Linked DNA regions of Mus musculus: region 1 is linked to region 2. A link is a contact called in public Hi-C data. All regions are on one chromosome and are shown on one strand. Each heading gives the region's core, a stretch centred on a gene start, on an enhancer-like site or on the middle of the called end of the contact. The rest is flanking DNA. Distances are from core to core; before and after follow the strand shown. Region 1 holds the start of Commd3 (COMM domain containing 3). Region 2 overlaps Dnajc1 (DnaJ heat shock protein family (Hsp40) member C1).

Region 1 (4,425 bases), core at 1,009-3,508, 300 kb before region 2:
AGAAACATCAGTTATATGAGGGAGAGATCTGCCTATACTGAAAGACAATGATAATTTTGTAGTATCTACAGAAAAACTTTCAGGATTTTCTCAATGGTGTCTTTCTCTTCTTAACTCGTTTCATTCCACTCTGAACTTAAAGACTGTTGAACCTCATCTTCAAGTTCAAAAGAGTGAAAGCACACCTACTAAGATTATGTCAGGCTCTATCTTGAAAAAAACATTAGCTTAACTTCAATTATTCCACTTGCCCTTTGGCCCTTTATTTTGGGTCAGGATCCCAATTTTTTTGGCTCAGTTTTGTTTCCCATCAGCACACTCCATTCCTTACCCACAAGGGAAAAGCTCCGCAGCTTGACACCTAACACAGTACCTACCTTCCCAGTAGGGTTTCTAGAGAATTCTTATTGTTCTGGGGAAGGAGAAAGAAAACACAGTTTTGCAAACAGCAGGAAAAAAGGGGGTGGGTACTAATTGTTAATTTAAAAGTTTAAAGTAAGTAACCTGATACTCGGTGCAAAACAGTTCTATTCGCTCTCGGTCAAATTTACAGTCTTCTAAATAAGTGCTGAAGGGGGCAGGAGGGGGGGGAAATAAAGCAAGGTTTAGTCTCTATCTTTAAAAACTGAAATTACAATGACAAAGATACCACTTCAAAGTAAGCGGGCATTAGATAAAGTCTGTACCTTAGAGTAGACTTGTCAACTTGGTGCTTTCCTGCCTCCAGGATGCAAGTTGCAGCTGCTGCATGACAATGCTTTAAAACCACTGGGTCGATCTGTTTCAAGTATGGGTGATCTAAAATAAATTAATTGCTAATGATTACAAATCCTTTAGGCCCCTGTTCCTAAGAGGAATATTTGGTTTTGGTAAAACTTCCTCTTTAGAAAATATAACAAAAATTCAATTGTAAATGGATGAGATGAACAAGGTTAACTGCAAAACAATAAAGAGAATACATCAATAATCTGCTGTCACTCTCTTTTCAATTACCTTCTTTTATTTCGTCTTAGTATTTTTTTTTTAAATACCTCAAAGAAAGGGGGGGCAGTGGTTGCTGGATGGACTGAAAGCAAAGGAGAAACTGAAGGTAGTTTACACAGTAAATTTCAAAATGAACAACTTTCAAAAGACATTTTAGAGCAATTGACTCCATGAACATAAATACATCAAAGAAGCTTGATAGGAGGGCATACATTAGCATGCACAACAGAAATATCAAAATCCCATTAATATCTTCAAGTCCCCCCACCTCTCCTCGCTCTCTCTCTCTCTCTCACACACACACACACAGCTTCGAGATAAACCAGGTAGTGGTTAATTGGGGGGGGGGGGGGGCTTTAAGAACAGCTTCCACTTTCATACTTGTTGTCCAAGTATCTAGTATGAAACGGGGGGGGGGGGTGTGGAGACCCAAGGAGTTCTGGAATGTGTTGATAGATTTGAGGGAATTATCTAGAAGTGATTTGTCTTAAAGTACGCTCTTAATCCATTATGACAATTGCAGTCTGCGACCAGACATTTTAAATAGTCTCTCTTCCTGGTAGCCGCTGCAGAACAAAACATTAGGCGCCCTACTTGAGGGTTCTGGACGAATAACCTGGGCTTAACACTCTGAACGCCCGTGCTGGAGTGATCAGAGAATCCGGAGGTGTTCTGTAGGTTGGAAAATGTCAGTGCTGTCTGACCCAGCCATTGCTTCGGAAACTGCCTTTTCAACCCCCTCCAGCCCAGCTGGGGGAGGCTGAATCACAGGACCTCCCCAGTTGAAGTCCAAGTGTCAAAACAGCTGCAGCCTCCGAGGAGGCTGAAAACCCCCACACATTTAGGCCACAAACTAGACTTGAACACGGCTTTACAAAGGAACAAAGAAACAGTCTGGCAGGGAAACCAGGCCAGGAGCGTAGAGCTGGCCCCGTGTAGGTGCCCTGCGGGGGCACAGCGGCGCTCAGGGCCCGCTCGGGTCCCCACAGTCGGGCTGGGCGAAAACCGGGGACTTGCCCGGGCCGGAGCTGTGCCCAAGGCGCCGGGCTGGCGGCTCTGCCGGGCGCCCCTCCGCCCAGGCCGCGGCGGCGGGAGAGCCGCTTACCTAGCGCGGCCTCGTCCGCCCGGGCGTCCAGCAGGCTCTGGAAAGCCGCCCGGAGGAGAAGCGCGAAGGCGTTGGAGTCAAAGGAACCGGGATCCGCCAGCGTCTGGATGCCTCTTTGCACAGACTCCGAGAGCTCCATTGTGAGCGCGCCGTGACCTTCGACACGCACACCACGTGACTCGGGGCGCGCGCCCAGCTGATCGGGCGCGCGCACCCGCGGCGGGGCGGCTCGGGGAGGTTCGGCGACGGCTCGGGACGGTTCGGAGAGGTTCGGGCGACGCCTCGGGGAGGTTCGGGAGGGTTCGGGTGAAGCTCGGGCGGCGGCTGGGCCTCTCGTCTCAGCCGCCCTGCGGGCCTCGGGCGGGACGCGCCGGCCTCTCGCACGGTCTGGGAGGCGCTGGCCTCGGCCGCGGCGAGCGCGGACGCCCATTGGTCCCGCTTGGCGCTCACCTGGGACCGCACCAGCTCTGTCCCCACTGGGCCTGGTGCAGGGAGGCGCGGGAACCCCGCCGCCGCGAGTGTGGCCAGAAGCTGGGCTTCGGGACAACGGGAGACTGAGTGCGTGTGTTAACTCGCCAGCCTGACCCGCAGCGCTGCCCTTTTGTGAGGCTGAGGACATCTTAAATATACCAGTTTTACCTTGTCTTTGTCACTTCAGGAACATGGCAGTAGATTTCTGCGTGATGTGCAGGACACAGGCGGGTGTGTGCACGCCCGGTAGTTAACAATTGGGAGATTAATAAATTATTCATGAACATATTTGACAGGATTATTAAAAAATTTTATATGCTACTGCGAATAAATACCTTTCGAAAGCACTCTGTCATATAAATTCTGTGCTCCTAAACTCACTACGTCCGTGGCTTTAATTACTCAATAGAGTCTTCGTAAATAAATACGAGATACTCATCTAAAGTACGGTTAGGAATGGCAAGATCTTTAGTATAAATGAATTACTTCTTTAGCGACTCATAACTTCAAAGACAAATCCTGTATAAAGTTTAACTTTCTCCTTTTCTTTTTCTTTCTTTCTTTTCTTTTTTTTTTTTTTTAATACGAGGTTGGTTTAGGAGGACAAGAATAGTTCTTTGTTAAGAAAACCCCAAAGTAAGTAAGACACATTAGGCATTTTTTTTAATTAAAAGAATTTGAAAGCTTAAAAAAAAAATCCAGTTTTGAAAGAATGAAGAAAAGGGCCGTAGAGCAAGAATTGTCTTTTACTCTCCCAGAGCAACGACAGTTTCAACTTGAAACACTTTTGTTTTTCCTAATTTAGATGCTTATTTGTGGGGGAATGGTTGTTATTAATGAATAAAGTCAGCATGTCTGAGTGTCATGTTGCACGTTGTCACATTGGACAGTACCCCACTTCATAGTAACAGGCACAATTGGAATGCTTGAGCGTCTAACAAGTTGAATAGCGCTGCTCAGCCAAGCTTTCAAAAGCACGTGCAGTCCCCTCTCTAGGTGAGAACTCACCAGCCTGAAAGGCTTAGAAGTCTCCCAAGGGTTTTCATGGAACAAATACCTATTAATTATGCTCTCTTTCCCCCACCCCTACTTCTCTGCTTCTTTTTTAACCCTCCCCACCCCCCAAAGACAGTTGAAAAAATTCAAGATACTTGATTTGCCCAGGGAATATTTTACAGGAAAGAACAGTGTATATGTTAATATTAACAACACTGAAACATTCTCTTTGTTATATATTTTATGATCACTGAGTGTTACCACTCAGAATTTGAGTTGGTAGCTCTGATCATAGTTTACTATCAAGAAATGAAAAGATAAATGTGTGAGCATGGGCTTTGTAAAGCTGTTTAAAAAGAGAAGAGTGAACAAATGGTAGGGAGCTTGTGGGCATAAATCTAGGCAATTTGCAATGCTCAGTTCCCCTCATAGCCCCCACATCAAGCATGCCCATGTGTCAGTATTTACAGGGCACTTGTCTTTTCTGTCCAAATATATTCCTGTGATAGGCCTAAGTAATGGCTACATTTCCAGCTCTCCCCACAAAATTTAAACCATGGTGTTTTTCCATGCTAAAAATTAGATTTTCTTACAATAGGTAAATTTTCCTTTATTCCCTTTGGTGAATATTTCATTTAATGAACATATGTGCCTTTGACAAGCCCTTGCAAAATATAGAAACATGATTATTAAAAGACATGCTGTAGACTTCCTTGGCCACAGTCATAAAATCCACACATTTTATATTGTTAGAAAAACTGAATACATTCTGAAAGTGGGCAAGGAAGTACTTAGACCGTTTTGCTTCCATGGCTGAAACCAGTCTTGAAACTTCCATTCAACTTTACAGTTTTTTGCAGACTCAAAGC
Region 2 (5,047 bases), core at 1,695-4,194:
TTGTTGGACATGGTGTCACATACCTATAATCTTGGGCTCAACACTCACAAGGCAGAGGCAGGTGGATCTTTGTGAGTTTAAGGCTAGTTTTGTTAACATAATGAGTTCCTTCCTGGCCAGTCAGAGCTACGTAGTGAGACGTTGTCTCAAAAGAATTTTTTCCCTTAAAAGAGTCCAGAATTTCTCAGGGGGTAGATTGATTTCTCAGTGGATAGAGGCAGACACAGTGTGTGTGGGTGGGGTGAGGGGGGGAGGATTGTATATTATCTGATCAGTTTCTGTTTTTTGTTCTCTGCTATTTTCTCAATATCTAGCACACATCATGAAAGTTATAGAATACAGAAAAAATACAGAAAGGACTTCTTAATATAATGTTAGACTAGAGAGTGTGAAGACTTAGCTTCTAGTTGTGAGAAAGAGAAATAGGAAACTAAACTTTCCACAGAGTTTCTGGTAAGAAAGCAGTGAAAGTTAGGACAGACGACTTTGATTGTTAGAAAAAACAGCAAAGAGGTTGAAGACCTGTAACAAGCTTTGCTGAGAGAAGGAAAAGAGATTAATGGTCCTTTTATCTATTGAACGATAGTCTGACTTGCAGAGTTGCTTCATCAGTAAAGCTATTGTGGACAAAGGGGAAAAAAGCAAACTAAGCTATCTCTTTTACTGGAATTCTGCCTTTAAGTTGCATTTCATCATTCCTTCTTTAGATAGGCTTTCTCCACATGCCAGATATTTCTCCTATATCCCTATGTATGGGTTCATATGTTGCAAGATTGTAGTCTCCAAACTGCAGAAATTGCAGGAAAGAGTGGGTGGGGGTAGAGTCCTCCAAAATGTATAGATGCTATGAGGACTAATGAAAGCAACAAGACCCTAAAAATTAATTACATCCCCACAAGCATTTCCATCTGCCTTCTAAGCCAGTTCTTAAAATCCTCCTTCTTCTTAGGGGAGATCTAGGGTGGTTTCTGTTTTAGATTATTTGAAAAAATTTTAAATTCTGATCTCAAGTAGAATGTTTAGCATAGGTGGCATAGTTTTTCAGGAATATTGCCTTCCTGACTCAGATACTATATTAGCTATATTAAGGTTTTGTCTTGTTTTGTTTTTGTTTGTTTGTTTTTGCTTTGTTTAGTAGAGGGAAATAAAAAAAAAAAAACCTTAATACTTGACTTTCCGCTTCTGGATGACTGTATTTTGGTCACATGCTTGGGATCAGGTCTAAACTCACATCCTAAACTGACTTAGCAGTTATTGAGAACACATGCACGAGGTCTGGACATTGGGCCACGTGAGTTGTTGTTTGGGTCTAAGAATTAGTGCTTTGGGTACTTGCTTCACCTTTACAAAATGTATTTTGATTCAAGGTTTGGTTTATGTGGCTATCTAGAAAAGAAGGAAGTGGATTTCTGAGAGGAATCTTTACCAAATCTGCATGTTGTAACTTAAACTTACCTAGATTGCAGCTTTTAGCTAAATAGTGTGTTTACGTGGCATAGTGTATCATATTGTTTTCATTTCTCTTGAAGTCTGATGGTAGCTAAGATAAATTCCTGAAGTTTGTCTGGTATTTGAATACTAAGTCCTAGTATTCTAGTTTGTCTGCTTCTAGCTCGTGAGATTATTTCAGGAAGTAGGGGACAGCTGTGTGATGAATAATGTCTGAGAAAGCATCCGTGTGCTCTGGCTCGCTCTCGAGCAGGGTGAGGGGTTTCTGCTACTTACACTTACCATCAGCCCCTATGGCTCTTCACTGATGCTGCTTCGTTTGATGAGACCCTTTACTGCGGTTGTACTGGAGTTATGGAAGAGAAGAGAAATAGGAGAGCCCGTGGGTAACCTAAATTTGTGAAAAGACTGAGGGAAGCTCGTCTCTTCCTTCACCGATCTTAACATGATCATAGAAATCAATAAATATAGCCTTTGTCCCAAGAAGACAGAATTCTTCAGCTCTTTTGCATTTTGTGGCTTAGGAAGAAGAGTTGAGAGAAGCCAGAGCTGAGAACATCCCTTGCTCCTGAAAGGCAAGGGCAATCATTTTAAGTGGCTGTTAATCTTTATTGGGTCTGGATTCCTTCAGACTTGTCCTCGAGCTATCTGTTAGCATTTTGACCAGACAGTTTTGTTTGTTTGTTCATTTGCTTGAGATGTAATCTCACTATGTTACCCCTGGCTGACCTGAAACCCACTGTGTAGACTAAGCTGGCCTTGAACCCAAAGAGATCTGTTTGTCTTTGCCTCCCAAGTGCTGAAAGGCATCTATCACCATGCCTGGCTTTAATTAGTAATTTTTAAAGTATTATTAAGATTCAGTGATAACTGGTGTGTTTGGAGAAAACTTGACATGCTGTTTTTGCATGTAGGATAATGTTGAGCCTTTGAGGGTGTGAGTAACAGGAAAATAGAGAGCTAAGTGTGGTGTGGTGCTCCTGTAATCTTGGCATTTGGGAGGCTGAGACCTCAGGATCAGAAGTTTGAAGACAGCTTTGACTATAAAGCATTTTGAGGCCTGATTGAGCTACATAAGACCTTGTCTTAACAACAAAACAAAAATGCAATAAAAAGACACAACATTTATGTGGATGGCCTTAGTTTATCATTGAACAAATCACATCTTTTGCAGTCTCACATACTTTATAGAAATAAAGCTTTTCACATAAGCCAGTAAGTATTTCACAAGATGTTCTTTACCAAATATTTGAACACCGTGTTGCGGTGTGGGTTTTTTAGTTTTTAGAGTGTGTGGAAATAGGATTCTTGCTCTCAAATACACATAGTTAAAAGAAGCCATATGCCTGTTTGGGAAGCAGGAAGATGAAACAGCAGTACGCCTGTTACTGTCTTAAAAAATACAAAGCTTTTCAAGATGCAAAGGGTTTTTTTGTTTTTGTTTTTTTAAGCCATCAGTGTAGTCACAGATAGAGCCGCTCATGCATCAGCTTGTGGTCTGTGACTTATAAACCCCTTCAGCACGCTCTACAGTCTCTCGAGAACAGTCTGCCCAAGGGAAGTTACTCTATCTGATTTTCCTAGAAGAAAAATTGAGGTGACTCTAACAAAACCAACCAAACAAATTAAACTAAAAGCAAACCTTCATGACAAAAAACTTGAGTAGTTATCATTTCATAGTAAAGAACATGTATATTTGGGTTTCTGAATAACCACTTCTTTTGAAAATGTTTCCTAATTAAAACCAGATGAGAGTAGCAAAGGAGGCATTTAGGTCACTAAAAGACAGATGTGCTTCATGAAATTTGCAGAATTCATCAATACCTATAACTGATTTATAATTGCATTTGGTCTTAACACATACCAATGTGGATCTAACAGGCACAGTAAGAGTAGAATAAAACACTTAAGGTGAAAGGGTTAATTGGCCTTGCACAGTTCAATTTGCCACTGTAGTGGTCCTTTCTGTTGTCTGTGTCAACAGAGTTGCTAAGTACTTTCCCACTAAGCTGCCACTCTTATTTATACAGTTGAACCACCAATGAGGAATGGGTCAGTTTACCAGTTGTCAGGCCTTTTCTTACTGCCTTTTCAGACCACTTCATGCTGTTTTACTCCAGCTGTTGCTACACACCTCCCTGAGCTCTCCTTAGTCACATGACTCCCCCCCCCCCTTTTTAACAAATTCCTTTTTTTTTTTTTTCAAGATTTATTTATCTTATGTATACGAGTACATAGCTGTCTTCAGACACACCAGAAGAGGGCATCAGATCCCATTACAGATGGTTGTGAGCCACCATGTGGTTGCTGGGAACTGAACTCAGGAGCTCTAGAGAAGCAGTCAGTGCTCTTAACCACTGAGCTATTTCTCCAGCCCTCTCTCTCTTTTTTTAACAGGGTCTCCCTTACTCTTACTAGTTGGTATGAGCATATGGAATGCATACTTGGTTCAACTACTCGGTATTTTCTTCTCACTCTGCTCCCTTTTACCAAATCATATCTCAAAAATTAGTTCAACCTTTCAATATTTCTTTGAAAGTCACATTTAAAAAAAAGATTCAGAAATTAAAACATGACATTATAGATAAGAGAACTATTTAACCAGTCTTTAATTGTGAGTACCCTACCCTACTATAAGTTATCATATTGAAACATATACTTCCAGACTAATTTTTGACTACCAATCTTTTGTTTTGTTTTGTTTTGTTTTTTGGGTTTTTTTTTTGAGACAGGGTTTCTCTGTATAGCCCTGGCTGTCCTGGAACTCACTCTGTAGACCAGGCTGGCTTTGAACTCAGAAATTCGCCTGCCTCTGCCTCCCAAGTGCTGGGATTAAAGGTGTGTGCCACCACCGCCTGGCCCAAATCTTTGTGTATATTCATATCTATAGTGTTGCTGGGAATTTATATAAGTGTTAGTTTTGAGGTATGTTTGTCTGCTTATTCTCCTTCTGGTCTTTCCTCTCTCTTCACTTGGGAGGCAGAGGTGGGCTAAGCTCTGTGAGTTCGAGGCCAGCCTGGTCTGCAGAGCAAGTTCCAGGACAGCTAGGGCTTTACAGAGAAATCCTGTCTCAAAAAACTGAAAAAACAAAACAAAACAAAACAAAAAACTTAAAATAAATAAATAAATGAATAAGTAGGGACACAATATCTAGTATAAGAAGGTACCTAAAAATTGTGTGTGTTTTTTTTTCTTGTGTCAGTTTTTAGGGTAATATTTATTTTGAAGATTTTTAATTCTTTTTCAGATATTTGTGGTTTTTCTTTTTCTTTTCTTTTCTTTTCTTTTCTTTTCTTTTCTTTTCTTTCTTATAGGCCTTAAAACCTTCTAAGCAATTTAGTCTTGGTAAATATATAGTAAAGAAAAGGATAAAGTATGATTTCTTAAAAATTAGTTTAGCTCCACAGGACTAAGGAATATTGTTTACAGAACATGTGCAAGGCTCTGGATCAGACCCATTCCTAGGGAGTGTCTCCCTTGTCAGGATGAATTCGTTGTCAAGATATACAGTTAATTGTTGTAAGGAAAAGGCATCCAGATACTTTTACTCCTATTTGAACTATTGATGACTCAGATCTAAGGTGTTCTAATTCAAAGG

What was found. A called contact is a pair of places that touch in the nucleus more often than the background predicts.
Region 1: a Hi-C map of uterus shows a contact between it and region 2, with 2.5 times the contacts expected there. The contact joins the promoter of Commd3 here to the enhancer-like site in region 2. A contact is called at or near these places in 20 of 39 promoter capture datasets (the 3T3-L1 cell line, 3T3-L1-derived adipocytes, the C10 cell line and 13 more), 47 of 484 Hi-C or Micro-C datasets (the 3T3-L1 cell line, the AtT-20 cell line, B cells and 35 more), 27 of 115 datasets of contacts at active chromatin or transcription factors (the 230-238 cell line, CD8 T cells, the SCID.adh cell line and 20 more) and 4 of 9 other capture datasets (adipose tissue, embryonic stem cells, liver and 1 more).

What each region holds. Positions count from the first base shown.
Region 1 is chr2:18,670,268-18,674,692 of GRCm38.p6, reverse strand. It overlaps Commd3 (COMM domain containing 3), which reads right to left and starts at 2,258. Exons shown (of 8, transcript NM_147778.4): 1 at 2,090-2,258; 2 at 687-798; 3 at 505-568; 4 at 378-412; 5 at 1-37. The coding sequence starts at 2,228. It overlaps Gm33355 (a long non-coding RNA gene), which reads left to right and starts at 2,289. Exons shown (of 2, transcript XR_374026.2): 1 at 2,289-2,357.
Region 2 is chr2:18,369,213-18,374,259 of GRCm38.p6, reverse strand. The region is part of intron 1 of Dnajc1 (DnaJ heat shock protein family (Hsp40) member C1); the gene reads left to right. Among named protein-coding and RNA genes, the nearest start is that of Dnajc1, 21 kb to the left of the region's middle. Within about 2 kb of position 2,944, at least 27 of the 459 cell types and tissues checked have an H3K27ac peak or open chromatin away from gene starts, as enhancers often do. A contact at or near this core is called in the HPC-7 cell line, liver, second pharyngeal arch cranial neural crest and 2 more, where this site is marked.